2 separate regions of the Mus musculus genome follow, and region 2 is linked to region 1. Evidence: chromatin contacts called from public Hi-C data. All regions are on one chromosome and are shown on one strand. Each heading gives the region's core, a stretch centred on a gene start, on an enhancer-like site or on the middle of the called end of the contact. The rest is flanking DNA. Distances are from core to core; before and after follow the strand shown. Region 1 overlaps Dnah6 (dynein, axonemal, heavy chain 6). Region 2 overlaps Dnah6 (dynein, axonemal, heavy chain 6).

Evidence for each region. A called contact is a pair of places that touch in the nucleus more often than the background predicts.
Region 2: a Hi-C map of bone marrow-derived macrophages shows a contact between it and region 1, with 3 times the contacts expected there. The contact joins two enhancer-like sites. A contact is called at or near these places in 3 of 15 datasets of contacts at CTCF or cohesin (the NIH/3T3 cell line and embryonic stem cells), 77 of 484 Hi-C or Micro-C datasets (the AML12 cell line, B cells, the C2C12 cell line and 41 more), 4 of 115 datasets of contacts at active chromatin or transcription factors (bone marrow-derived dendritic cells, embryonic stem cells and extraembryonic endoderm stem cells) and 3 of 9 other capture datasets (adipose tissue, embryonic stem cells and liver).

Annotation. Positions count from the first base shown.
Region 1 is chr6:73,016,356-73,023,138 of GRCm38.p6, forward strand. It overlaps Dnah6 (dynein, axonemal, heavy chain 6), which reads right to left. Exons shown (of 77, transcript NM_001164669.1): 75 at 5,984-6,135; 76 at 4,752-4,974; 77 at 1,251-1,490. The coding sequence ends at 1,387. It overlaps Gm20560 (a long non-coding RNA gene), which reads left to right. Exons shown (of 4, transcript XR_001785283.2): 2 at 1,288-1,454. Among named protein-coding and RNA genes, the nearest start is that of Gm20560, 7.8 kb to the left of the region's middle. Within about 2 kb of position 2,701, at least 5 of the 459 cell types and tissues checked have an H3K27ac peak or open chromatin away from gene starts, as enhancers often do. A contact at or near this core is called in bone marrow-derived macrophages, where this site is marked.
Region 2 is chr6:73,150,348-73,157,130 of GRCm38.p6, forward strand. Dnah6 (dynein, axonemal, heavy chain 6) reads right to left here. Exons shown (of 77, transcript NM_001164669.1): 21 at 5,994-6,113; 22 at 4,908-5,088; 23 at 2,322-2,418; 24 at 1,144-1,363. Among named protein-coding and RNA genes, the nearest start is that of Gm24533, 12 kb to the left of the region's middle. Within about 2 kb of position 3,549, at least 5 of the 459 cell types and tissues checked have an H3K27ac peak or open chromatin away from gene starts, as enhancers often do. A contact at or near this core is called in bone marrow-derived macrophages, where this site is marked.

The DNA of each region.
Region 1 (6,783 bases), core at 1,451-3,950:
TCTCTGTCCAGCTGTCATCCCCTGGCCAACTCTGCATCTCTCACCTGATGGTCCCCTTTCTGTCCCCTTGGGCCTTGGAATAGCTCACAAAACTCAGAATAATTATCCAGGATTGGATGGGACCGAGAAGGAGTAGTACGTATGTGTCATCTGGTTTAATGGTAGCTGGATCGCCTGGATTTTAAGCTCTGGCTTCCCTTCCTTTCCTGGTGTATATGGTATGTGTTTGTGAGTTGTCTGTGTATGTCACATGTGCAGCTGCCCTCTGAAGTCCAAAGACAGTGTCTTTGGATCTCCTACAATTGAAGTTATAGGCTGTTGTAAGTCACTTCCTATGAGTGCTGGGGACCCGACTTGGGTCTTCTGCCAGAGAAGCAAGTGCTCCTAGCTGCTGAGCCTTCTCGCTAGCTCCTCTATCAAGGAGCCCCCTAGAGTGGGAACTCGTGCCACGGGCAGTCTGTCTGGCATGTTCAATCAGTGGCGTGTGTGCTGCATGTGACTGAGAGCTGTGCATGTTTCCCAACACAAAATCATAAGCTTACTTAAAAAAATTGTGATGGGCAGAGGGATGGTTCCATGGGTTGGCCACAGAAGCCTCATGGTTCTGAATCCTCCAGAACCAATATTAAAAGTCAGACATCGTGGCATGTCTGAAACCCCAATGCACTCTTTCTAGGACATGAAAGGCAGAGACAGAAGAATTGCCAGAAGCTCAGTGGACAGCTATGTTGGCATACGTAGCAGCAAGCAAGAGAGAGACCCTTCTCAAAGTGGAGGGTGAAGATTGCCCTCTGATTTTTACGTGTGTACCATGGTGGCATGCATGGGCCCACATTCACACACACATACATGGACACACAAACGCCATACACACTTGTACACTAGCAAGACTTTCTTTTCATGGTTTCATGGTAACTCAGTTGCACAGCTCTCTCAAGGGTGAGCTTTGTGTGTGACAATGTCATGTTACAATATCTAAAGGTTGTTGCTGTTGGTGGTGCTGGGTTTTTGAGATCCTTAATTAGGTCTAGAAACAGGAGTATCAGGGCCATGTGCCTAATGTGGACTGTGGGCCTCTCCTACAAGTGTGACCAGGAAGGGATCCTGTGTGAATGAGGGGCCAACGCTGGCTCTCCCCAGGCCTTCAACGACACACTGGAGAGAAGCAGTCTAGCCCGGCTTTCACATAGAGTTGGGGGTTCGAGGTAATAGGGGTGTGTGAATCAGGAGCCTCCACATCACAGCCGGGGTTTCCAACAGAAATAACTCAAAACGACTTTATTTTAGGTCATGGGAGAAATAACAGCCACAGCTGCCATCCTTAAGTCGACTCAGAGGTCACTTCCTCCTCATCAGGGAAGACTTCTGGATCGGCGAGGCTCCCACTTACTCACTCAGCTGGCAGAGCAACGCTGACCCCTTGGAGATCCAGTAATCACTGATCCTCTTGGAGGGTAAGAGGACAGTCACCACAAAGTTGGTTGAATGGCCTGAGAAATGATATGGGGGTGGTGGTGGGGTGGTGGGAGGGTGGGGGTGGTGGTGGGGGTGGGGTGGTGGGGGTGGGCAGGGTGGGAAAGAAGAGATGTTATTTAAACAGTAACCTCTGGATTCACGGAGATAAGATTACTGAGAGTCAAGAGGCTCTAGCTCCAGACCTGGCTGAACCTGAAGATGCTGGGCACAGCCCTCTGAAGGTTCTAGTTTTGGGCGATAAGAAAGGAGATTTTGGAATACATGGTGCTTTGAGGCCTCTCTGGCTTAGAGCTTATATCTTCCTGAGTATGTTTCAGGTTTTCTGTAGGTTGAACCTAGGAGCATTGGGCTGAGATTCAGGCCTGACTTAGGGGTTTCTAATGGTAGGTAGGGCATCTATACATGTGGTCGTCTATTTATCTGCCCTTCCTTCACTCCATCCTACACTGGAAAACTCTTGGGCTCCTGGGATGAACAGGTACGGGGACAGGCATTTTGTCTTCAGTGTGTAACCGTTCTGTGCAGCAAGTCACTCTTCAGGAGTTCTTTCCCTTCTGTGGCTGTCTACGGGGCCACTGAGAAGAAGATGGTGCCCTCGGATGGCGATGGCTCCTTCTGCACCACTCTCTCAGATTCCATCGGTGTGGAATGGACATCAGGGAAGGCAGCCTCGGACCCAGCAGAGGGTGCCTCTACCTTTTCACCTTTCTGGCCCATTGGATTCCTGGCTTTCCAGTGCCACAGCATGGCAAGCCGCTCTAGACACCTTCCCTGTGTATTTACTGGTTTTATGCAGTCCAGAAATTTGTCTCCATGCTTCTATGGGTGCCGGCCCAATGCAGGCAATCAGTGCCTGGAGTATGTGAGGCCTTCCCTGGGTCTGGAGGAAGACTCAGGATACAACTAAACCCCTGCATCCACTGACTGGGTTTAAGCAGAATCAATTCCCTGTTGGCCAGAAATGAGTGTAGCTGCCTTCCAAAATCCCCTCCCACTCAACCTCCCGGCGCCCTACTAAGGGATTTACTGTCCAATCTGCTTGGCTCACAGTTAGACAAGAAGCACCTCCAAGGGGTAGATGATTGGGACAGACATGTGTGTGTGTCTCATGTCACGTGCCCTACGCCGACATCCTGGAGGGCTGATGTCAGAGGTCTTGTGCTTCTGACAAACAGGATGGCCATGACACACATGCTGTGTAGTGGACTGCCGTTCAAGAAAGCAAAGGCTGGCTGCTTACTACAGAGGGATGGAGCGTGACTGGAAGGTTAAGGACAGTGCTGGGCAGGCATAGACATGTGGATCTCTATGAGCTGGAGGCCCAGCTTGGACTACGTGGCAGGTTCCAAACTGCCAGGGCTACGTAGTGATAGTGAGACCGGCTCAAAACAGATGGATGGATGAATGAGAAAGAAAAGGATGCAGAAATAAAGGCTGTGTTCCCACAGAAGGGATTTAATGGGCTTTAGAACTACAGAACCTGCTCACCAAAGCTGCTGTCTGCAGGCAGGACCAGGGCCTGCACCGCAGGGGCTTAGCTGAACTTACTCTGGGGGTGGATGGGGACCCCTTAGTGAGGAAACATGTTTTACATCTGAGAATAATTCAGGTGTTCATCACAATGGGAACCTGCTTTCGTCCTTCTTCATGCTGCTACAGTTAACAAGAGACTTGGACCGCCTTTAATTCAGCTTGCCTTGAAAACAGTACTATTGTGTTGTTCTAAACCAGACTGAGAAATTGTTAGAGCGCTCTCAGAGGTTAGCTGGGTTCACTGTTCATGTTTGATCATGCTTAGCTTTTCTTTTTTTGTGGAAAAAAAAATTAAAGCATAAATGGTCCTTCCTTATCCATCTCATGATACACACTTCACATGCCTTGTAGATTATTTTGAAGAAATATTACGTAAAAACTTTTGCTGCATCTATTTTGGTATGTGTCTCTAAATCCTGACTATTAAAGGCACAAATATCATAGCTAAAATATTACTTTCTAAGAGCTGTTCAAATTTTTCTAGTGTGCATACATACATGTATAAACTCATTATACACACACACTGTATGTATATATATGCATATATATACACACACACACATATATATATACACACATATATATATACACACATATATATATACACATATATATATATATATACACACATATATATATGTATATGTTATATTGGTACTTGACAGTTACTTAGATTCAGAGTTTAAATAAGGGCCACACTCCACAGCAATGATGTGTGTCCTAAATCACTTTTAACAATAAATTAAAATTGTAACTATAAATCTGCCTCTTTGCCACTCACTACAATATATTTGTTGACACAAACAGGTTGGTTCCACTAGGAGTCCCAGAATCTCCTATCTTTGTGAAGGAAGAAGGTTTAGGCACAGGGATGAGCTCACGCTCAGGTTTAAACGCCCTCTTCTGGCCAAAAGACGCTACTACATTTACTCACATGTATACTATTACATAAAATAAAATGTACACTATTACATAAAAATAAAATTTTATATTAAATCATTGGTAGACACTTGAAGCTTAATAACCAATTTTTAAAATGCTTAACCAACCCCTAATGGAATGGTTTTAATAATTGCCACATCCTAAAAAGTCAATCAGATGCTCACCCGCTTCCTGATGGAGGTCCAGGCCACTGTAAAATGTTCCATTCTCTCTTAGCATCATGTGGGCCTTGGGGACCAGACTCAGGTTGTTAGGCTTGGTGACGAGAGCCTTTACCACTGAGCCCTCGCCCCGGCTCACATCTCATGTCATATGTTTTCTTTCTCTCCGCTTCCATTTTGTAGGACTGCAGCCCAGGCCCACTCGGAGTTTTGGAACCCAGCTTTTTCCACTTAGTTCATTTTAAAACCGCTTTTCTATGATAGACCAGACTGGCCTTGAATTTACGGAGGTCTGCCTGCCTCTGCTGGGGTTAAAGGTGTGTGCCACCTTGCCCAGCAACATTTGGGTTTTGATTGAAGTTTTTATTTAGTTATTATGTGTACAATTAGAAAGTATTCATTTATTTTTATGTATGTGGGTGTTTTGCCTGCTTGTCTGCCTGTACCCTACACGTGTGCAGTACCATTGGTATACAGAAGAGGGCACTGGATCCTCCGGAACTGGAGTTACTGATGGTTGTAAGCCACGTTGTGGGTGCTGAGAATCAAACCTGGGTGCTGTATAAGAGCCTCAAGTAGTGCTCTTAACTGCTGGACCATCTCTCCAGCCCCACGGACAGATCTTAAGAACACGCTCACCTGTGGTTGAAAGTGTTCCTGCCCGGGCTCCTGTTTTGTAGAGTGGGGAGTGGTAGAGTGTGTGGACTGGCTCATAGTTTTGTTTTGGTTCAAAGTGAACTACAGGCAGCATGGGGTTCATCTGTCCTGGCAATGCGTCTTCTATGACCATGTCTTTATCATCCCACCGAGAAGCATCCATGAACATTCCATGAACAAGAACCCCATCTTCAGGAGAGGGCAACTGAAAGAAACTCAGAAGTTTAGAGGTGAGCAGAGGAGAAGAGATTAACAGTTTGAGGTATTGCCCGTGTCCCACCTTTTCAACAAGTACCTCTAAAGACCAGTACCTTATTAGAGAAGGGTACCCTAAAGATTTGAGGGATGGGCTACCCTCATGCTCAGTTTGGTACTGAAGTTGATACTGTCCATACCCCACCAGGATGCAGAGTTGGAGCTACCCACTGGAAAAACCAATTATGGCTACTTTAGACCACCTAACATTATGAGTAAGGACTTTTCTCTTCCTCTTGAGAAGCAGAGTGAGGCAAAGGCTGGAATGACCCCCTGTTTTTCTCAGAATCTGGGCTCCCTTCTAGAAGACAAATTGTATGTCTGCAATACTATTTGAAGAGTGCAAAAGCCATCAGGACCGCCTCTCTAGCAGATACCTATTACTTATTTACTGTGGTTATAGAAGGAAGAGGTATGCAGCTAGCGTTTCAGTTCTGCCAGGAGGGGGGCTGTGTAACTGCTAGAGACAGATTTGGTCCATAATATTACAGTGGGTTTTTGTGAGTGAACTCTGTGTTGGCTCTATGGCATGTGCCACTCCGTTCTGAGAGACCTGTCATTAGCCCACTGCAGATGAGAACACCTAAGTTCAGATTCATGAGCTAATTGTTTCAGCACACATGCCAGGTGACAGGTAGAACCAGGCAGGATTCAAACTCAAGGTTATTTTATTCCAGAAATCTTGCCCTCCGTGTCTTGTGATATTGCCTCTGTAGGATGGTAACTGCTGCTATCTGAATCTAAATCATATAGCTCTAGGCAGAAAAAATATTTCCATAAATTGGACTGTGTTTGCCAAGTTCCCATTCAGTCCCTGCCGAGGAGCTGGCCTTGGGGAATGAGACCCACCCCCTCCTCCCATTCCTGCAAATGGCAGTGGTGGGCCAGGGGAGGCTGGCCGAACGATCCAGTGACAGTGGGATAGGTGCTTCTGTGCCATGGAGTCGGGTAGACAATACCTCCTTGTCCATGGGCAGTTCTGTTCCAAATTGAATGTCCTTGGCTGATTCTATCACTGCAGCTTGGTCTCGGTAGACTGGGATCATGTTATACTTGAAACTCAGCTCGTCTATAGGCAAATTATATTTTCTAGCGTGGTTCTGGAGGGTCCCTGGAGATATGAAAAGGTGGGCCCGTCAAAGCACGTTGCAGTATGTCCCCCCCCTGTCAACCCAGGTTGTGGCTCATCAGAGAGCTTTCTCTCTGTAGAGACCCATCAGGGCTGGTGGTATGACAAGGCACTTGCTGCCAAGCCTGATGACCTGCGTTTGATTCCCCGGAACCTACATCATGGGAGGAGAGAGCCAACTCCAGCAAGTTGTCTTCTAACCTCCACATCTGTTTTGCATGCCTTTCCTCCAAACAAACAAACAAACAAACGATAAAAAATAAGTAAATAAATAAATGTAAGGGAAAAGTGGAAAAAGAAAGCCAAGCTATTAACAGTCTACATGGAATTAGTTCACAGAGCACAGAAGCCTGAATCATGTTGGAGGCAGGGGTGGTGAAGGGCCCAAGGGATGAATGAGCTCATGTCATGATTAAGAAGAGGGCAAAGGAGGTGCAGAGATGGCTCAGCAGTTAAGAGCACTTGTTACTCTTGCAGAGATCCAAGTTCAGCTCCCAGAGTCCACATCAGGCAGCTCACAAGCACTTATAAATTCAGCACTAAGGGAATCCAACACCTTCTTCTGACCTCCACAGGCATCTGAGCACTTGCGCGCGTGCGCGCACGAAAACACACACACACACACACACA
Region 2 (6,783 bases), core at 2,299-4,798, 130 kb after region 1:
AGGCCTCTCAGTGCTCCCAGCCATGGCCTCCACCAAGCCAAGCTGCCCACCGAAACAAGCCAAGGACTCTCTTTCCTGGGGGACCCAGCCGGAGTTCCTCTGTTTTCCCCTTCGGCCCCAGGTTAGATCCACCCCGCAGGTCCCCACTCTGTTCTCAGCTCTTCTGTCGTCTGCGTGCCCAAGAACCAGATGACTAGGGCCTCTGCACAGTCCACAGTCCCAGGAGATTCCTGAGAGGGCTCTGGCAGTCCCTGGGGATCCCAGACTGCGCTCTCCGACCCCTGGAGCGGGGGTCCCTCGGCTTCTCATAGCCCTACACCTGCTCTCCTGCTTGCTTGCTAAGGGAAAGTGCAGAGCCAGGAGCGGACAGACACAGGACACATTAACCCCCACACTTCTCATGCTTCTTTCTTGATTTCTAATAACTCGGATATCTGCTTGTTTGGGATTCCCCTAACCACCTTTCTCACCTGCCTTTGAATTTTCATGTTTTCTCAATGTTCTATCCTTAATTCTCTTATTTTTTCCCTTCAGCACCAGCAATGATACATGCATGCATGTGTGCATCTATGTGTCTACGTAAATATGTATGTATGTATGTGTGTATACGTGTGTGTGTCCTCTGTGCTCTTCAGTCTGCCTATACTTGATTGTCTCAGTGGGTGTTCTCCATAGGCTGGCGCTACACAGCTCTAGAGGAGATGAAGTAACAAACTCTCACGCAGAGCTCATTAAGTCATTTACATACAACTGAAGGTCCCTGTCACCCTGCTAGTGATTCCATTTTGTGGAAGCCATTAGAGGATGATGAATTTTGATCCGGGTATCCTGGCAAAGGCCTGGCACGCTTGGCCAGCCACTGTTCCTCTTTGCAAAGCTGGCTAATCCTTGATTGCTTCTTGCCAGTTCACTCCCCAAACAGACCATCCATTGCAATTATCATGGTGACTTCTAGTCGCTGGACAATTTCTCCATTAGATTTCCGGCTCCTTGAGGGTGAGAGTTTTATCTCAGCTATCCTCAAAACTGCTGGGCTAGCAGAGTCTCTGGCAAGCGCAGGGTGAGAATGAGAGACCTGTACCCCGGGTCCCAGACATGTAATCATGTTCATCTACAGGGAACTATTAATCTAAAGCACCTTACCCGTTCCCCCTCAGGTGACAGCATTGCCAAGATGTCGTTGGTGAAGACCTTTTCTGGCTCAGTATCCATGCCGGGTATTTTCCCTTCTGTAGGAGGCATGAGGGCAAACTCGAGCTTTGAAATGGAGTCGAAGCATTTCCTTAGGTGAGGCTGCACGGCTTGCGGATTGCGTGTCTGGGCCAAAATCTCCAGGAGCTCATCATTTGACAAGAAGTAAAACCTGCCAAGGTAAAGGCACTTTAACATGAAGCCTGACTTGACCGATGCCCAGCCTTGGGTAGCCGTAAGAGACGAGGTGCTGCCAGGAGGACGCCCCGGGCCTCTAATCACACTTGTTTGGGGATCAGGAGCAGGCCACGTATCCCTAAAGAAGTTCTTGTAAAGGTTTTTAATGATGTATCTCAAACACCTAGGCCCAGTAGCTACAACAGAAAGGATTTTTCCAAGAATTATCAATAACAGTGGGTCTTGTTACAATGGTTTGCCTGCTGGTCTTCCTAGGCCTTGAGCCACACTAACCATTGAAGAGTTGATGGGCAGATGGGCACACTAACCATTGAAGATAGTTGCTGGGCCCTTAAAAGTGACAGAATATGATTCTGCAAACATACCATTTCCAACCGTACCGTGGCCATACTTAGAAATAAGGCATCTTTTATGTGTTTCTGTGTCATTTTAAGCAAAATGGGTAAAGAATGAGCTTGTCTGTACCTGACCACACTCAGGGTCACGTGATGCAAGTGTGCCTTAAAAATGCAATTGTTTCAGTCCTGGGTTTGTCTGAAACTCTAGATTTCCAAATCATGCCAACACTGCAAGGTGAGTTGCCAGGCTTCACAGGGACTCATGGTGAGAGGGGTGCAGACTCCAGGACCCCCCACTAAACACAGGGAATAGAAGAGTTAAGGCTGGAGACGCTGCAGAGCTGAGGATGTGGGAAGTGATGTTCTGTGGGTCCCCTGTACTCTCCAGGAGAGACAACTTTGCTCTCCTCCACTCCGAGTGTTATCAAAGCTCAGTATTTGCCCAACAGGTCTGAAGCAAGTCTGCAGGGATGGGAGCATGGGTATCCTCCTCTCCTGTCCAGGTCTCTGCTGTCTGAGGGTGTGATCTGCATCCCCATTCGATCTGCTCCCCAACAAGACATCTCAGGTTGCTGTTGTTGTCTTTTAACTTACCTTGGGAAGATAACTCTCTTTGACTCTAAATATGCCTCCAGACATTTCTGAATTTGGTCAAGTAATGCGTTATTGTTTTGAAAAGTCTCCAGAAGTCCTATATTAAAAAAAAAAAAGTTGGCCAAATTGTATTAAAATAGAGAATATGATTTCAAATGAAAGCAAAAGATATTAGCATTTTAAAAGTCTTTGTTTTGTTTGGTAGAATAGTGAATAATAAAATGGGAGTACTGTTAGAGAAGCTTAGTTTTTTTAAAAAAATTCTTCTTTTCATGTATGTGGTATGTATACATGTTTGCAGGAGCACATGTATATGTGTGTGGGTGTGTGTCTGCAGTTATGCACGTGTCTGTGTAGTCAAGGCCTGGCACTGATATGAAGACTCTTCCTTGATGGTTCCTTTACCCTTTTTTTGAGGCAGGGTCTCTCAGCCAAACCCAGAGTTCCCATCTTGACTCACTTAGCTCACTCTGGGTATTCCCTGTCTCTGCCTTCAGGTTTTATAATGCATCCAGGGATGGATGGCGTGTGAGCCACAACCATCACCCTGTATCTGAGCAGGTTCTGGGGGCCTGAACTCCAGCCTTCTTACTTGTGTGGCCATTACTTTAACTGCTAAACCATCTCCCAGCCCAAGAATTATTACACTTAGTTGATTGTAATCTTCTAATATTTACCTCGCTAGAACAGTGCTTTTAATTTAAAATAATTTTGGCAGGCATCCTCTGCTTTTAGGGGGCCGTGAGCCAGCGTCTAGAACATCCCTATTCTTTGCCACTCTCCTTTTATAAAATGTTAACTAATTTACTTATTTATCTTTAAATTTTCTGAGCATTGGTGTTTTGCCTGCATGTGTGTCTGTGTGAAGGTGTCAGATCTTGGAGTTATAGACAGTTGTGAGCTGCCATGTGGGTGCTAGGATTTGAACCCCATTCTTCTGGAAGAACAGTTAGTGCTTTTAACACTAACCCATTTCTCCAGCCCCTCCTTGTCAGCTTCTTATTGGCATGTTTTCTGTCATGGTTAAGTGCTAGGTGTGGTGATGGCTATTATTCTTCATTATTAAACTGGAACTCCTTAGGCAGTGGCCTTCATGACTCTTCATCTTTGTACCTTTGATACTGATCACATTGCCTGCTTTCCTACCTGCCCAAGACTCAAATCCCAGATCAGTGTCTTCTGAGACCCTATATAGTCAACAGCGCCATCTAGTGGCCAGCCACCTACTTACACACACTGGTCTTAGCCTTGTGTCCTAAGCAAGACTCAATCTCCAAGCACTCCACTCCAGCCCAGATGGGACTCCATCTGGCAACTTTCTAAGCATGTGTGTATCTTAGGGACCTCACATCATTCTTTATTCTTCCCTCTGCCATCAACAATTCTCCTTCTGAGCCACAGAAACTTTTACTCACTCTTTCCTGAAAGTTTCTGCTCAAAAGCCATTTTAATATATGTATGCATACAGACATGAATGCACATATACACACATACACACATACATACACACGCACATTCATGCACAGATATATGCATACACACATTTACACATGCACACATACATACACACACACACACACACACACACACACACGTGGGCACTACATGCATGCTTTTATGCATGCAAACACATACACACACACATACTAGCCCATAGACACTCCCTTATTCTACTTTAATATTTTCCATGGCTTTATCATCAGCTGGAATCAGATTTATTACAGGTGTATACTAATTTATTTGAAGTCTTTAAGGCCAGATGTATTTTGGAATCATATTCTTTTTTATTTCAAAAGACTATTTCCATTTATCAACTGATAAATTCTGTAAGAATCTCTGGGCAATGAACATAGCTCACAAAGTTGCCTTTTTGAGGCAGGGACGGTGTCTGAGACTATGGCCCATCAGAGTCACACGCTGCCATTAGCCATAGGACAAGCCAGCTGTCCAAGGCTTTGGTATAGAGTGTAAACCTCAGTGAGTATACACTGTTAAAACATTCCAACCCCGATGCTGTGGGAGGACATGACATCTCCAGTGGTGCAGCCACCAGCAAGACAGCCGCTATCCTGTAAACAACACTGAACTCGTCGGTTCACACACACAAAGACATGGGAGTGGGAGGGGACTGGAGGGGGATCAGCAGAAGTGGGATGAAGACCAGAGAGGGCAGTGGGGCTGAATATGAATATGATAAAATACATGACATGCATGCATGAAAGTGCCATAGTGTAACTCGTCATTATGTATAATTACTATATGCTAGGAAAAAATCTTTAAAACAATTTCGATCTGTTACTTGAATTGCAACAAGTGGAAATTATATATATATAATAGTGTAGTCCTGGCTATCCTGGAACTTGCTCTGTAGATCAGGCTGGTCATACAAAGATCTGTCTGCCTCTGTCTCCTGTGTGCTGGGATCAAGGGTGTGTCTGTCCACCACTGCCAGGTGCATAAGTGGTAATATTTTTAATTCGTTCTAGTGAACAAGCCGAAACTGGCCAGTGAGATCTTTAGAGGTGATGCACATGTCGGACAAGCAGGGAGCCTCCCTGTTCTACTTGTTTGCCTTGGGGTTTCTACCTGGCTGAGTCGCAGCCCGGAGCGCGTTAGGCAGCCGGTTGACCTTCCTCATGATTTCCTTCCATGACTTATCCACCTGAAGGAACATCTTGGCTTCTGCAGGCAGCTGCCTCTGAATGTCTGGGGCATTAAAGATGCTTTCTAGGTAGAGCCAGTTTCTCTGACAGTTCAGCCACTCTTCCTGGAGAAAAACATGGGACTGTCAACCTGGAGCTTCCAACTGGATAATCACTGGTTAGACTGGAGATTGTGGCTTTGGGAATTACTACATCTTTTCCTTGGGAGAGGCCCCATAAGTTCTTCGAAACAAAATTTCTTAAAAGAGCCCAAGATTCTGTCCAGCCTGACTCCATCCACCCTCTCTTTCCACTGAAGATGATTACGAGTCAGCTGTGTGGAAAGCCAGAGGGGTCCCATGACTCATGATTAAATGTGTAGAGGAAGCATTCTGTTGGGAGGCAAGATGATCTCCTGCAGAAGTTTGAAAGGCAGGTGGGCTACAGGTTCATGATGACTCCTAAACACATACAAGCCCAGCCTAGGACCACCCAGGGAGAGAGTCTTAGTGAGGAGTTATCCAGATTGCCATATCTTAGGAATAGCACAGCTATGGGATTCCCTGAGCAGAGGAACCCAGTACAAGCCAGGATCACTTCCTAACCCACACAACTATGGGACTCCAGATGTATTGTACCTAACTAATAATTATGTTGCTAACAAATGTATAACTCTAATTTTGTGATATTTTTTCGCCTATCAAAATAATTTACCAATGATGATAAAAGTGACAGTATGATGTAAACAGCCAAATACATGTGTGCTTTCTTCTCATTCTGAACATAATGTCAACAATTAAATCCTATACTTCTGAATTATATATTAAAACAACAATATGTGTGTGTGTGCATTCACACACATACATATATGCACACATATAATGGTGTTGTGGAGCAAACCCAGAACTTTGTACATGTTGGTCAATCCTTCTACCTCTGAGCTGCGTCCCTCGCCCCACAGAATCAGTATTTCCGAAGGCTTTGTGGCTCTCCAAATCAGAGTCCAGGAGCTGAAACTGCCCCTACTTACCAGTGTTTGATTAAATAAGGAAAGCTGTTTCTGCCAGTCATCCACTCGAGACTTCAGGGGACCCACATACCGGGATGAGGCAATGGTTGCAATGTTGATGGTGCTATCATCAAGTAGGACCTTCAGGGAGAAGAGGCCAGGACACAGGCAGACGCATGAGTCCTTGAGCTCAAGGTATTTGCAATTCCAAGGGCCCGTTTAAGGATAACTCATCTGAACAAGTACTATAGGCCCACCTACAGCTTCCTACACAGACAACTGCAAAGCTTGTTCTTTCACTGTGCTTACAACCCTGTGTATTCTCTCAAAGGTCACTAGGGGACACTTAACTAAGAGACTGTGTGTGTGTGTGTGTGTGTGTGTGCGCGCACGTGAGTGCATGCATGCCTGTGCCCTTGTATGCATAGGAATTCGCATGCTCATAAATGCACATGCATGTGGAGCCCAGAGGTCAACCTAGGATGATGTTCCTCACTTCCGTTTTGAGACAGCATCCCCCAGTGGGACCCAGGACTCTGCTTAGACTGGATGGTCAGTGAGCCCCAGAGATGCACACGTCTCTGACTCTTTAGTGCTAGGATTGTGAGCACGCATCACCTCCCTGCTCCATCCCAGCTTTCTAAAGTGTGAGTGGCGGGACTTGAAGTCAGGTCTTAAAGCTGGTATAGCAAATGTTTACTGACGAAGCCATCTCTGAGCCCCGGATTCTGCAGTCATTAATGGCATATGTTTGATTAGTTTAATGTTCTTCTCTTGCCCTCAACATTAGGCGACTGGCACCCCCTTTATA